2 separate regions of the Oryctolagus cuniculus genome follow, and region 1 is linked to region 2. A link is a contact called in public Hi-C data. All regions are on one chromosome and are shown on one strand. The core of a region is the stretch at or near the end of the contact, and the rest is flanking DNA. Distances in the headings are between cores, read along the strand shown. Region 1 has its middle 540 kb from the start of MYC. Region 2 has its middle 320 kb from the start of LRATD2.

What was found. A called contact is a pair of places that touch in the nucleus more often than the background predicts.
Region 1: a contact with region 2 is called in a Hi-C map of an unstated tissue, with 3 times the contacts expected there. The contact joins two enhancer-like sites. A contact is called at or near these places in 2 of 6 Hi-C or Micro-C datasets (skin fibroblasts and an unstated tissue).

What each region holds. Positions count from the first base shown.
Region 1 is chr6:152,908,646-152,912,047 of mOryCun1.1, reverse strand. No RefSeq gene overlaps it. Among named protein-coding and RNA genes, the nearest start is that of MYC, 540 kb to the left of the region's middle. Within about 2 kb of position 1,912, at least 1 of the 8 cell types and tissues checked has an H3K27ac peak or open chromatin away from gene starts, as enhancers often do.
Region 2 is chr6:152,522,979-152,526,335 of mOryCun1.1, reverse strand. No RefSeq gene overlaps it. Among named protein-coding and RNA genes, the nearest start is that of LRATD2, 320 kb to the right of the region's middle. Within about 2 kb of position 1,350, at least 2 of the 8 cell types and tissues checked have an H3K27ac peak or open chromatin away from gene starts, as enhancers often do.

The sequences.
Region 1 (3,402 bases), core at 663-3,162, 390 kb before region 2:
TTATGTTTCAGATTACTAAATTGACATAAAATATAGCCAATAAGGTATCTGAAGGGTTCAAATATAAGGTGTCCAACTCACTAATGTTTTGTGTATGTTTACACCTGCATATGTCTCTGTAACCACCACCTAAAACAAAATAGAGAACATTTCCAACCCCTTAAATGGTTCCGTTGTGTGCCTTCCTGACAATCTCTCCTGATTATTATCAATAGTATATCAATATTATATCAATATTATTATCAATATTAGTCAATATTATCTTCTGCTATAGATTTGCTTTTTCTCTCCTAGAACTTTATAGCAATTGAATCATTTTTTTTATCTTTTATTTAATGAATATAAATTTCCAAAGTACGACTTATGGATTACAATGGCTTCCCCCCCATACCGTCCCTCCCACCCACAACCCTCCCCTTTCCCACTCCCTCTCCCCTTCCATTCACATCAAGATTCATTTTCGATTATCTTAATATACAGAAGATCAGCTTAGTATACATTAAGTAAGGATTTCAACAGTAGCAATTGAATCATACTGTTTGCATTTTTTTGTGTCTGATTTCTGTCACTCAGCATAGAATTAGTGAGTTCATTCCATGTTATTGCATATACTGATATTAGTAATTTGTTCTTTTATTGCTCAGTATTGTTGCATTCCATAAAAACATACTTTTTTATTTTTCATGTTGAACATTTGACTTTCTGTTAGTTTTTGGATGCTACGAATCAATGTTGCTAATCATATTTTTGTGTGTATCTTTTATTGTATTTTATTTCTTTTGAGTATATCTCCAGGAATGGAGTTTATGGAGCATGGTATATACAAATGCTTATCTTTACCAGATACTGCCAGCTGCTTTTCAAAGGGATTGAATTTTTCAAAGAGATTTTTATGTATTTTGAAAGGCAGAGCTACAGAAACAGAGAGACAGAGAGACAGAGGGGGAGAGAGAGAGAGAGAGAGAGAGAGAGAGAGAGAGAGAGAAAGAGAATCTTTAATCTGCTGTTTTGTTTCCTAAATGTCAGCAACAAACAGTTCTGAAGCAGGCCAAACACAGGGTCCAAGAACTCCATCTTGGTCTCCTACATGGATGTCAGGGGCCTAAATACTTGAGCCATTTTCCACTGCCTTCCAAATCACATTAGCAGGAAGCTGGATTGAACAGAGTAACTGGGACTCAAACTGGTGTTCTGATATGGGATGCTGGCTTTGCAAGTGGTGGCTTAACCTACTGTGCCACAATGCAGGCCCCTTAAAGAATGAATTAATTTGCACACAGTGAACAGCTAGCAATGTTTGAGTTCCTCTTCTCTTACACATCAATGGTTGTTTCTGTTAGGTTTTAAAAACTTTTAACCATTCTCACGAGTATGCAGTGGTAACTCATAGAAGTTTCAATTTGCATTTTACTGATGAATGATCTGTGTGACATTCAATATTTTTTGTTCCTATATTTATAGCCTATCCTAGCTTGCCTTTTCATTGTTTGCATCCTGTTAAAGAAATATCTGCTACCCCAAGGGGTGTAAAACTATCCTTTCCCCCATATAAGCTACTTTTTTGATGGCTCTTGTTTGGTATATCCTCTGTCTATAATTATTTTTAAGTACCGTATGAGGACATTTCAAAAATCTCATGGAAAATGGAATGAAAATATGTCTATTTTGAATTTGGAAATCTATGAATATGAGGAGTTTTTAAAAAAGCCAATGCATATTATAAAAAAGCAAGAATCAAAGTTTGTTTTTGCCATGCAGGTACCCAATAGCACTATTTATATAGATCACAATCCTTACCCTGCTTACATTTGCCTCTAAGTCATAAATCTGGTGACTATGTATGTGTGCTTATATTTCTGAACTCTATCTTTTATTTCATCCATCAGTTTGTCTATTCTTATACCAATTTGCACAGTGTCAACAATCACAGCTCTGTAGTTGGTTTCCAAAACAGATGGTGTAAGTCTAGGCTTCCTTCTTCTGCAATCCTTTTTCTTTTCTTGGTGCTCTGCATTTCTAAATAAATTTTGGAATTAGCATGCTTATTCTTTTTTTTGACAGGCAGAGTTAGACAGTGAGAGAGAGAGAGACAGAGAGAAAGGTCTTCCTTTCATTGTTTCACCCCCCAAAATGGTCGCTATGGCTGGCGCTGTGCCAATCTGAAGCCAGGAGCCAGGTGCTTCCTCCTGGTCTTCCATGCTGGTGCAGGGCCCAAGCACTTGGGCCATCCTCCACTGCCTTCCCAGGCCACAGCAGAGAGCTGGACTGGAAGAGGAACAACCAGGACAGAACCGGCAACCCAACAGGGATTAGAATCCGGGGTGCCAGTGCCGCAGGTGGAGGATTACCCAAGTGAGCCACGGCTCCAGCCAGCATGCTTATTCTTTTTTTTTAACATTTATTTAATGAATATAGATTTCCAAAGTACAGCTTATGGATTACATTGGCTCCCCCCCACCGATGACTTCCCTCCCACTCGCGACCCTCCCCTTTCCCGTTCTCTCTCCCCTTCCATTCATATCCAGATTCATTTTCAATTTTCTATATATACAGAAGATCAGTTTAGTATACATTAAGTAAAGATTTCAACAGTTTGCACCCCCATAGAAACACAAAGTGAAAAATACTGTTTGAGTACTCGTTATAGCATTAAATCTCAATGTACAGCACATTAAGGACAGAGATCCTACATGAGGAGTAAGTGCACAGTGACTCCTGTTGTTGACTTAACAAGTTGACACTCTTGTTTATGGCATCAGTAATCTCCCTATGCTCCAGTCATGAATTTCCAAGGCTATGGAAGCCTTTTGAGTTCTCCAACTCCTATCTTATTTAGACAAGGTCATAGTCAAAGTGGAAGTTCTCTCCTCCCTTCAGAGAAATGTACCTTCTTTGAAGACCTGTTCTTTCCACTGGGATCTCACTGACAGAGATCTTTCATCTTTCATTTAGGTGTTTTTTTTTTTTTTTCCAGAGTGTCTTGGCTTTCTATGCCTGAAATACTCTCATGGGCTTTTCAGCCAGATTCGAATGACTTTAGGGCTGATTCAGAGGCCAGAATTGCTGTTTAGGACATCTGCCATTCTATGAGTCCCAGCATGCTTATTGTAACAACAATAATGAAAGGGAACTTCAGAGACTTTAATTGGGATTCCTATTTTGTACAGTTTTCTTTATAATGTCTCTCTGCCCTCCAGATTATAAGATCCATAATTGTAGGAAGATTCCTTGTTTTAAATTAGATTATATTGTCTATAGGTTATTTTTTAGAGTATCTACATCTTCGCAACAGTCTTACAAACCATGACTATCCTAAGTCTCTTCATTTATTTAAGTTCCATTTACTTTCTGTCATCAATTATTTCCAATGTCCAGCTTTGAGATCTTGGAATCTCTGATTAA
Region 2 (3,357 bases), core at 101-2,600:
CAGAACCCATAGCCTTAGGGAAAGAGAAAGGGCTACATTTCCCCCAACAGTGCCCATGGCCCATTGTCCACTCATCCTTTGGAGAGTCCACCCTTCAAAGCTTAGCCAAGTTCTACTGTCAGCCAGAGAAGCTCAGCGGCTGGAGGAGCAGCTTGCACAAGTGCTGATCCGCATGGAAATGTTTGCAGAGACCCTGGGCTGGGACAACGGGAGCTTGTTCAGGCACTGTTCCATACAGTCTGTCCTCCCACTCTCCTGGCCTCAGACACCCAGGGGCCCCTCGCTAAGCATTTCAAGTGTATGATATCAGTCAGTCCTCCCAGAGCCCCCCAGAAATGCCCGGGAGACTGGCATCTTTCTCCTGGTGAAACACATCAGGAAGCTGGACCTCAGAGACAGCAGGCAACTGAAAGCAAGCAAATGGCAACTCCAACCTGGGAAAACCACCTTATTGTTCCCTGCTGGCCACCACTGAGCAGGGAATGGAGACCCTGGGCATGTCGTTCCAGCTGTCTGATTCCCTGTGTCCCAGTCTGACAGCCATGTCAATAGTTTTGCCTCCTATCTATACTGTGCTAAAGCCCAAGAGAGATATGAGTGTAAACTATACAGGGAAGCGCATAGGCGAGGATTTAATTTTTTTTTTCAGAAGGCAAAACCAGAAAACAAAACCCTATCAATATGACAGCGTGTCTTGGGCAGCATCAGATGAGAACAGGTTTCAAAGCCTGAGCCATGACTTGGGCGGTGCCGCTTGTAGAGACAGGCAACCACAGGGAGCTTGCGCAGCCCAGGCAGGTCCTTGCAGGGTTTAAGGGACAGCCTTGCCTGGGGTTCAAGGAAACATCCTAGTCTCCAGGGGCAGGACAGTTGCAGGGCGTGCCTCAGGTTGCCCCAAAGAAATGGAAGCTAAGAAGTACAGCTCCTGTCCTCTGAGCTGAAGCAGCTTTGCAACTGAAAGAGCCGTCAGCCCAGAGCACTTACGTTTCCATTATTATTCCCATGCTGCTGTGTCACAAATCACATTTTCCAGCCCTGGGCGTGTTGGTGCAGAGCTGCTGATGGCAGTTCCCATCACCGCAGCAGCTGACTGCTCCAGCCCGGCCTTGGGAGCCGCCAGCCTGCGGCTCATTAACTGCTGTACCTGCACACAGATTGCACACCCGGAGGGGCAGACGTTGCGTCTTTAAGGAAATTCTACAATGTCCTTTACACTATCAAAGTCCTGTTGGGATTTTCATGAGAAGAAAGATCGTGAAACCCTTGTCGATTTTCTTGTCGACCTGCATTAGGGATCAGCGGAGAGGGCTGAGGCTGGGCACAGTTTGACTCGCAGGCGCAAACACAAACACACCCAGGCGCCCCCGGCTTTAAAGCTGGGAATTTAAAGTGCCAGGCTGAGAGCGAGGCAGCGCCGCCATGCTCATGCCGCCATCAAGTGGCTAGATGAGGAACAGCACCAGGAAGGGTCTGCCAAATTCCACAGGACCCAGTCTGGCCTCTCTCTTCTCCCTTCCTCCCTCCCTCCTCTCCCCTCCTCCCTCCCTCCCTCCCTCCTCCGTCTCTTTCTTCCTTCCTGTCTCCCTCTCTCCTTTTCTCTTTCCTTTTCTTTGAAACACTTTATGCTTTGAAGTAGAAGAAAAGTGGATGAGAAACAATTGAGTCAGTCTCTCCTCTTTGCCCAGCCCTGTTCCTGGGGGATCTCCCTGTGTTTCACCATCACCCCTCACAGAAGCCTGGCTACAGTGGCTGGGGTGTGATGGTCAAATAGTCTTTAAAGAAATATGAATGGGACTGAACACGTTTTGATTCATCTGTTGTTAAGATACGTCATGTGAATTCAAGGTCGAAATGGAGCTTTGAGAAGGGAGGATTCCTCACAGGATTTCTTCAACTTTTATCTGTTGAGTGCATGGGACAAACTACACTTTTGCTTTGAATTAAAAAATAAGGCCTTAAAAAGACGCACTCATTCATTGTGCTTTGTCTTCCTCCTAATTCTTAATTTGTGGGAGCTTTCTGCAGCTAGCATACCATCCCTTTGCTGTGTCAGTTGCAAATTCTTGCTCATCGCTTTTCTGCCTTCTTTCCTTAAGAGACGTCTTTTCATTCGCAATTTTTGAAATGGCTATTATTGTTTTCTAAGATAACGGAAAGGGATCATTTTGTCTTTCCTTTACAGACTCTGCATTTCCTGTGTTGCTTAGGAAGCCCTCCTCCTATTCACAGTATAAAAATAGCCCCTAATATTACCTTTCAGTAAGAATTCTAGCATGTTTACGCTTCTAGTTCCTCCATGTGAATTATCCTTGTGCACCATTTAAAGGAAGCTAACATGATCGTCATCCAAATGTGGCATCAATTGTCTCGAGCCATTAAACAAGTCATGTGTCCTCTCGCCACTGACCCGAGAGGACACATTTATCACCAAGCACACACAGGCAGCTGGATCTGATTGGTTCCAGCACCACATTTGTGTTTCATGACCTTATGGTGTTTTTGGTTTTTTTTTTTTTTTTTTTTTTTTTTTTTTTTTTTTTTGACAGGCAGAGTGGACAGTGAGAGAGAGAGACAGACAGAAAGGTCTTCCTTTTTGCCGTTGGTTCACCCTCCAATGGCCGCCGCCGCTGGCGTGCTGCGGCCGGCGTACCACGCTGATCCGATGGCAGGAGCCAGGTGCTTCTCCTGGTCTCCCATGTGGGTGCAGGGCCCAAGCACTTGGGCCATCCTCCACTGCACTCCCTGGCCATGCAGAGAGCTGGCCTGGAAGAGGGGCAGCCGGGACAGAATCCGGCACCCCGACCGGGACTAGAACCCAGTGTGCCAGCGCCGCAAGGCGGAGGATTAGCCTAGTGAGCCACGGCACTGGCCCGACCTCATGGTTTTTAATCTTGTAGAAAAAGCACATACTCCTGACTGTTTTTTGTTCACACAGTATTCTTCGCCATCCTTGAACATTAGCATCTACATCATATAAGCAGGTCTTGCCAGAACTGTTATGGTAAGCAGGCATTGATGGGCTTTATTACCACAAGGTCTTCAACTCTGCGACTCTTGCAGAGCCTATGTTGTTTCTCTGTATACCTGGAAGAAGAGAGGGACCTCATATCTGTGTTCCTGCAGAGGGAAAGGCTAGGCATACGCTTGCAACCTGCTAGAGTGAATCTCATTGGCCCAGACAGACTCAAGGTCTCCTCCACAGTTACCCGGGAGAGGTCTGAGGTCCTATCACACGGCTGTGGGGCATCTGCCCCTCTTAGTGAGCAGCGACTGGCCTCAGTGTAATGTGGGTGGTTGTGAGGTGGACAGAGACCTCAAAGGGTATTTACTATGTTCCTTCATTAAGAATTCATTCAA